Regions from separate parts of the Mus musculus genome. Here region 2 is linked to region 1. Evidence: chromatin contacts called from public promoter capture Hi-C data. All regions are on one chromosome and are shown on one strand. The core of a region is the stretch at or near the end of the contact, and the rest is flanking DNA. Distances in the headings are between cores, read along the strand shown. Region 1 holds the start of Tlr11 (toll-like receptor 11). Region 2 holds the start of Tep1 (telomerase associated protein 1).

The links. Promoter capture Hi-C pulls out the DNA fragments that hold promoters and counts their contacts.
Region 2: a promoter capture Hi-C map of liver shows a contact between it and region 1, with 2.8 times the contacts expected there. The contact joins the promoter of Tep1 here to the promoter of Tlr11 in region 1. A contact is called at or near these places in 3 of 39 promoter capture datasets (hippocampal neurons and liver).

What each region holds. Positions count from the first base shown.
Region 1 is chr14:50,356,476-50,359,589 of GRCm38.p6, reverse strand. It overlaps Tlr11 (toll-like receptor 11), which reads right to left and starts at 1,676. Exons shown (of 2, transcript NM_205819.3): 1 at 1,565-1,676. The coding sequence starts at 1,574.
Region 2 is chr14:50,869,029-50,872,142 of GRCm38.p6, reverse strand. It overlaps Tep1 (telomerase associated protein 1), which reads left to right and starts at 1,589. Exons shown (of 55, transcript NM_009351.2): 1 at 1,589-1,730. Gm26782 (a long non-coding RNA gene) reads right to left here and starts at 1,847. Exons shown (of 3, transcript XR_874615.2): 1 at 1,587-1,847.

The DNA.
Region 1 (3,114 bases), core at 427-2,926:
AGACTGGTGTTCACTTTGTGACAATACACTCAGATGCAACCCATTCTCTCCTGTCATATTTGTTTGTCATTCACCGACTCCTTCGCCTACTTGCCACCAGAGACCCAAAAAAAAGGGATAGTCTGCACCACAAAACAAGGTGGAAAACTGATTTGCTCATTAGAGAGTACACTGGAAAAGGGAACCATGTTACTGACACACTTATATCTGAGAAAAATTCTTAGCCATGTGACAATGGTGGGCTGTTGTCCTTCTTTACTAAGGAGGCTAAATTACTTGTCTTAGTCAAAGAAGCAGAAAGTGAGTGCCAGATGTGAAACTATAGTCAGTATTTTTTCTACTAGGATAAATGGTCTGATTTAAACATTCAGAACTAAGGAAATATTTCAGCTAGATTTTAGAATTGAGTTTAGGGAGACAATATTAAAAAATAATTCAGGTAAAATATTCAAAGGAAATAAAGAAAGTAGGCTAATAAAATACAAAGGAAATAATGTCTTGATACCTTTGAGCCTAGAGCCTAGCACTAGGGGTGTAGGGTGGTGGTGATGGTGAGTTGACTATGTTCTCATTATTTGTGTCTTTTCTCTCATGGGGAGAGGCCTCTGAATGACCATTGTTAAATTAGTGGTCATGAAAGTCCCTGAAAGGTTTGGAAGAGACAGGAGAGTAGTCTGTTGTTCTGGGGATTACAGGAACCAGTTAGTCACAAGTGAAGGGCACTGTCCTATTAAGTAGCTCTGCCCTTGTGCAGAGGATTAGCACAGAGTGCCATGGACTCCTCTACTTTCCTTTGTAACCAAGGAACTGTTTCTCCTGGGTGATAACACATTGACTCTGGAGGCATGTAAGGATATTGTGTCCGAGGGCCTCTGTCTGTCCCTGTCTATCTCTGTCTGTCTCTGTGTCTGTTTTTCTCCTTCCTGAGCCTCAGATTTCATTGAACTTCAGAGGAGCCAGAGAACAGTCTGAGACTTCATCTTCTAAATGGCATGGCCTCATTGAATATGCTCTTTGAGATCTTATCCCATCTTTCTACAGCAAAGGGAGGTATCTTTTTTCTTTTCTTTTCTTTCCTTTCCTTTCCTTATCTTTTCTTTTTTTCTTTTCTTCCTTCTTTCCTTCCTTTCTTTTGAGCCTTGAAGTGTCAAATAGTGTACCATGGTTATTTAAGCTTTCTTTTTCTTTTTAGTTTATCTAGGATGAATTCAGGGACTGGAATAGATCTCAGATCAGGAAGACACAGTGACTTTGGTACTAAGAGCCTGGCACTATAGAAGTATGGATATGATAGCAACTTCTGTCTCAAGTTATCAGGTTTAATATTATACCTCTGACAGACATACATAGATTGTCCAAGAACTACTATGTTTCCCGTGATCACCTAAATTGTAGCAACCCTTAGTCCAACTGTCCAGAGATTCTTCCTGGCCACCACTGGCCCTGATCTTTGGCTTTCTCTCAATAGAGGGAGATGCTTAGTTGTTTCCCTTTTTCCCTGCTTGTGTCACTAATGCTTATCTGCCTTATTCAGAAAATCCTGTATTAGGACAACATTTCTTACCTTTGAGCATGGGGTGGTGGAGACAGATTCAGGTTCTCAGGAGGTGTTTTCTTTCATCTCCCGTAGTTAAAGAAGAAAACCTTCCTCTTCCCTCCACAATGGTGGCTGCTCTGCTGCACAGAAATATGTTATTGGTGATAGGTGGGGAGCTCTAGGGAAGAGAGAGTGCTTAGTTAATTTTAGAAAAAGTGGGGAATGACTTCTCCTTGGACAGTCTCTTTTTCTTTCAGTTTCATGACTTCCTCTTTCCTAGTACACTCCATACGTTTCAGTTCTCACATTTTGTATCACATCCTCCCAACATCTGAAAAAGCAGTCTTCATTTTGCTGGGCCATTCTGTCTCTTAAAGTAAGAGAGGCTCATGCTTTCTGCCATTTCTACCCTTCCTTTGTCTTCAGACTACTGTTACTAGAGGGATCTCAGGTGTCCTGCGATGTGATGCTCAGATCCTTCTTTGGTCAAACAATGAATAGAACTAGACATGGAGTTGTAGGAGTGAAGATGGTAGTGAAAGCACAGAATCCATTGCACAGGAGATGTTGGCTCCAGCAAGCATGCAGCCCCAAATCTGGTGAGGTTCCACATAGTTTATTAACAAAAGGCAATGAAGAGTTTTCTGAAGGGGTAGGTCTTTATTTGGCTACTAGAGGTAATTTATTTGTTGGAGGGAGCTTGTATAATCCTTATGGCAATCAAGGGCAGTTCAAATGATCACTTTCGATGGTTGCTGGGATTCAGTTTGTCATGTAAGCCTGAGTCTATGTTCTTGTTTCACTACTAGTCCCGTGTGCGTGCATGTGTGATCACATGGATGCATGTGTGCAGGCATCTGTATGGGGACCAGAGGACAAAATGAGTGTTGACACCTTGTTGGTATCATGGGCTTTTTACCTTGTTTTTAAACAGAATCTCTGTTTTGTGTTGCACATACCACGGCAGTAGGCCCAAGAGCTTCCAGGAATTCCCTTATCTTTGTCCTAATTTCCCTATAGATTATAGATGTTTGTTCTGTATCTTTCCTTTTATTTGAGTTCTGTAGATTTGTACTTTGTTCCTCATACTTGTGTGGCAAATGTGTTTACCCACCAAATCAATTCTCCAGCCTCCTGTCATGTCTAGTCTTGATATCAGGTATTACAAAAGCAGGACCATTTTCCAATCCAATTACCTTGTGAACTCTGAACCTCTGGAAATTTTCTACTAATATCTTATTAGCTACCATGGTAGCTGTTTCCTGCGTGGCAGGGAAAGCCTCAGTCCATCCAGAGAAAGTGTTTACAAACACTAGAAGGTATTTGTAACCATATTTTTCTGGCTTAACTTCTGTAAAATTGACCTCCCAATATACTCCAGGCCATTCTCTCCTAGGTCTTTTGCCCTGTTTACGCTTGGCCACATAAGCATTCACTTGCTAGCATACCTTAAACTATCCTACTATTTCTCTGGCCCAAAATCTGAGGTCCATTATATATACTTTAGATCCTTTAACTGCTTGGAGAAACCTTTTTTATTGGATATTTTCTTCATTTACATTTCAAATGCTATCCTG
Region 2 (3,114 bases), core at 340-2,839, 510 kb before region 1:
CCTTAGTAACTGTGCAGAGCACTTCTACAGTGAGGGGCATTCTTGTGCTTACAACTTTGAATGATTCTGCCAGTCATTCATGCACATTAAAAATCCATGGGGCTATGAGATGGTGGCATGCATTTTAATCCTAGCACCCAGGAAGCAGAGGCAGGCAGATCTCTGAGTTAAAGGCCAGCCTCGTCTACAGACTGAGTTCCAGGATAGCCAGGGCTACACAGAGAAATCCTGTCTCGGAACTACAACAAAATCTATTAAAATTACTATTTATCTTTAGGGGTTTTTCATTTTTATATTTATTTATTTACTCACTTACTTATTTTATGGAGGCAAATGCTCCCTAAGGAATCTGGCTTGAACTTGAGATCCTTCTGCTTCAGCCTTTAAAATCTCTGGAATTATAAGGGTATATTACCTGGCTAGTAGTAATTTACATACAAAACAGACCTCCACCCACACACTCCACTTTGTATTTATGAGTTTTGCCTCTATGTATGTCTGTGCACCACCTTCATGCCAAGTGCTCTTGGAGTTTAGAAGAGGTCACCATGGGTAATTAGAGTTACCAATGGTTGTGAGGCATGATGTGGGTGCTGGGTACTGAACCTAGGCCTTCTGCAAAAACAGATTCTCTTCATTTCTGAGCCATTAGAGGGCAGCCTGGTCTACATAGTGAGCTGCAGGCCAGCTGGGGTTATATAGATAGACCTTGTCTAAAAATAAAAGCCCAAATCCCCAAAATCAAAATTTAAAAAAATTTGTTGCTGGGCGTGGTGGTTGGTGGTGGGGTATGCCTTTAAATCCCAGGAGATGGGAGGCAGGGGCAGGCGGATCTCTGTGAGTCAGAAGCCAGCCTGGTCTAAACAGTGAGTTCCAGGACATCCAGGGTTACATAGAGAGACCCTGTCTGAAAAAGAAAGAAACAATCAAAAGGGTTTGGTTTATTATCTCAGGTAGTTTGTCGCAGTAACAAAAAGATAACATAATGAACTCAAATAGCATGAGTAGAGTTAACTCTTTGATCTTCCTGCCAGAGCCTTCTAAGTACTAGGATTACATGTGTGTGCCACCATTCTGAATCATATTTTCAGAGGTTTTCAGTCAAGGATCTCTTGACCCTCTTGCTTTGGCCTGTGGCAAAGCAGTTCACGGATGGGGTGGAGTGGGATTGAGTGGGGTGGCGACAGACGAAACTGTTTACTTTCATGGTGGATGAAAGGAAGCAAAAGGGAGAGAAGGGGCCTGACTTTCAAAGGTCAGCCAAGGGCACACTCTCAGCGATCTTTCTTTCTAAACGTTTCACCACCTCCCAACAGCTGCCCAAGGCTGGCATGATTTTAGCACATAAGCCTCTGGGGTATTTTCAGGATACATAATAGCATCAGAGCATGATTGTATTGGGTGGAAATACAACTCGGTTGGTAAAGTTGGCCTAGCCGGAAGTATAAATCCCTAAACTGTGCAAATCAAACCGGGTGTGGTTAGCACAACCCTATAATCCCGGCATTTGCGATATCCTACACGCGGCAGCCCCGCCCTCAGCCCCGCCCTGCCCCCAGCCCCGCCCCTCCCTCGCCCAGCCTCACCCCTTGGCCTCACTAGGGTGTTGGTTTTCTTTCAGTTCTCTGCTTCCAACCAGTCCACTGGCTGACCCAGGCCGGTTTCTGCTCCCCGTTGCGGAGAACCAACGCGCCTCTCATTGCGCACAGCTTTTCCAATCCTGAGCGCAGGTAGAGCCCTGGCCGAGACCTGTGTCAGCTGGACTCCCGGAAGGACCTCTGGGCGAGCGTGGTGCAGCCGCTTAGTCCTTCCGGGCGGCTGGCAGGGAGGTGGGGTGGCCTTAGTGGGGCGGAGGGATAGATGCTCAGAGAGAATGGGTTCCTTTTGCCTTAAAGAATCCTAGGAGGGAGTGACTGTAACAAATGAAGAGTGTTGTGATCACTTTTGGCAACAGAAACTCACTAGACTGACACGTTTAACAGTAATGGACACTAAGGTGCCAACGCGGTAGGCCTCCACGACTTCCTAAGAAAAGAATAGCGTCTGAAGTATGGCTTCAGGTGCAAGGCCAAAGAAAAGGGACCGGGGTAGGAGTGGAGGCAGGTATACATACAAACTAGTGTATACACAGAATGTCAGTATAAAACTATCAATACCAGTTATCTCTGGAACTTGGGGAAGAACTTTTAAGCTTTCAGAAGTTAATCAGAATCTCTATAAACTCCAGAGAGGAAAAAAATTACATGTCTTTATTTCTCTGTTAACTTAAAATTTTAATTGAGAACTTGTTTTTCACTCTTGGATTATGCCAGATGTGGCTGTGTATGTCTTAATCCTAGCACTGGGGAGGCAGAGGCAGGTGGCTCTCTGTGAGTTGGAATCTGTATAGTAGTTCCAGGTCAGTCAGACCTTTTTAGTGAGACCTTGTTTCAATACATACATACATACATACATACATACATACATACATACATATTGGATTAATTCTGAAATTCCTTATTACTCGTTGGGTGTGTATATGTGTGTATGTGTTTGTTTGTGTGTGCAAGAGTATGTGCATATGCGGATATATATACGGGTATGTGGAGACTAGAACTCCACACCAGGTGTCTTATTCTATTGCTTCTCGAGTTACTTTTGGTAGGCTGGCTGGCCAGCTTGATGTAAGAATCTGCCTGCCTTTCAGTGTTGGGATTACAGTCATAGACTACTGAGCCTTACTGTCATCTAGATGTTTTATCAACTGACCTATCTTTCTAGCTTCCCACCTTTTTTTTTTTTTTTTTTTTGGACAAAGTCTCCTATATTCCAGGGTGATTTTGATCTTTTAACTTGCTATGTAGCCAAGGATGACCTTTGAACTCCTAACCCTTCTGCCTCGGCCTCAAGTGCTGGGAGTGCAGGTGTATGCCAGCCCAGCCCTCACTACTTTTTTTTTTTCCTTGTAGTACAGGGACATGAGAGGAATAGCAAGACACATTTTCTTTTGAGAAAGAGAGTGTCAGTGCTCACGTGGACCTGGAATTTGCTATGTAGCCCAGGCTGGCCTCCATGTTCTTATGGTCTCCTTTTCAGCTGTGATTCTAGACAGGTCACCGCTATGCCATGCCAGGC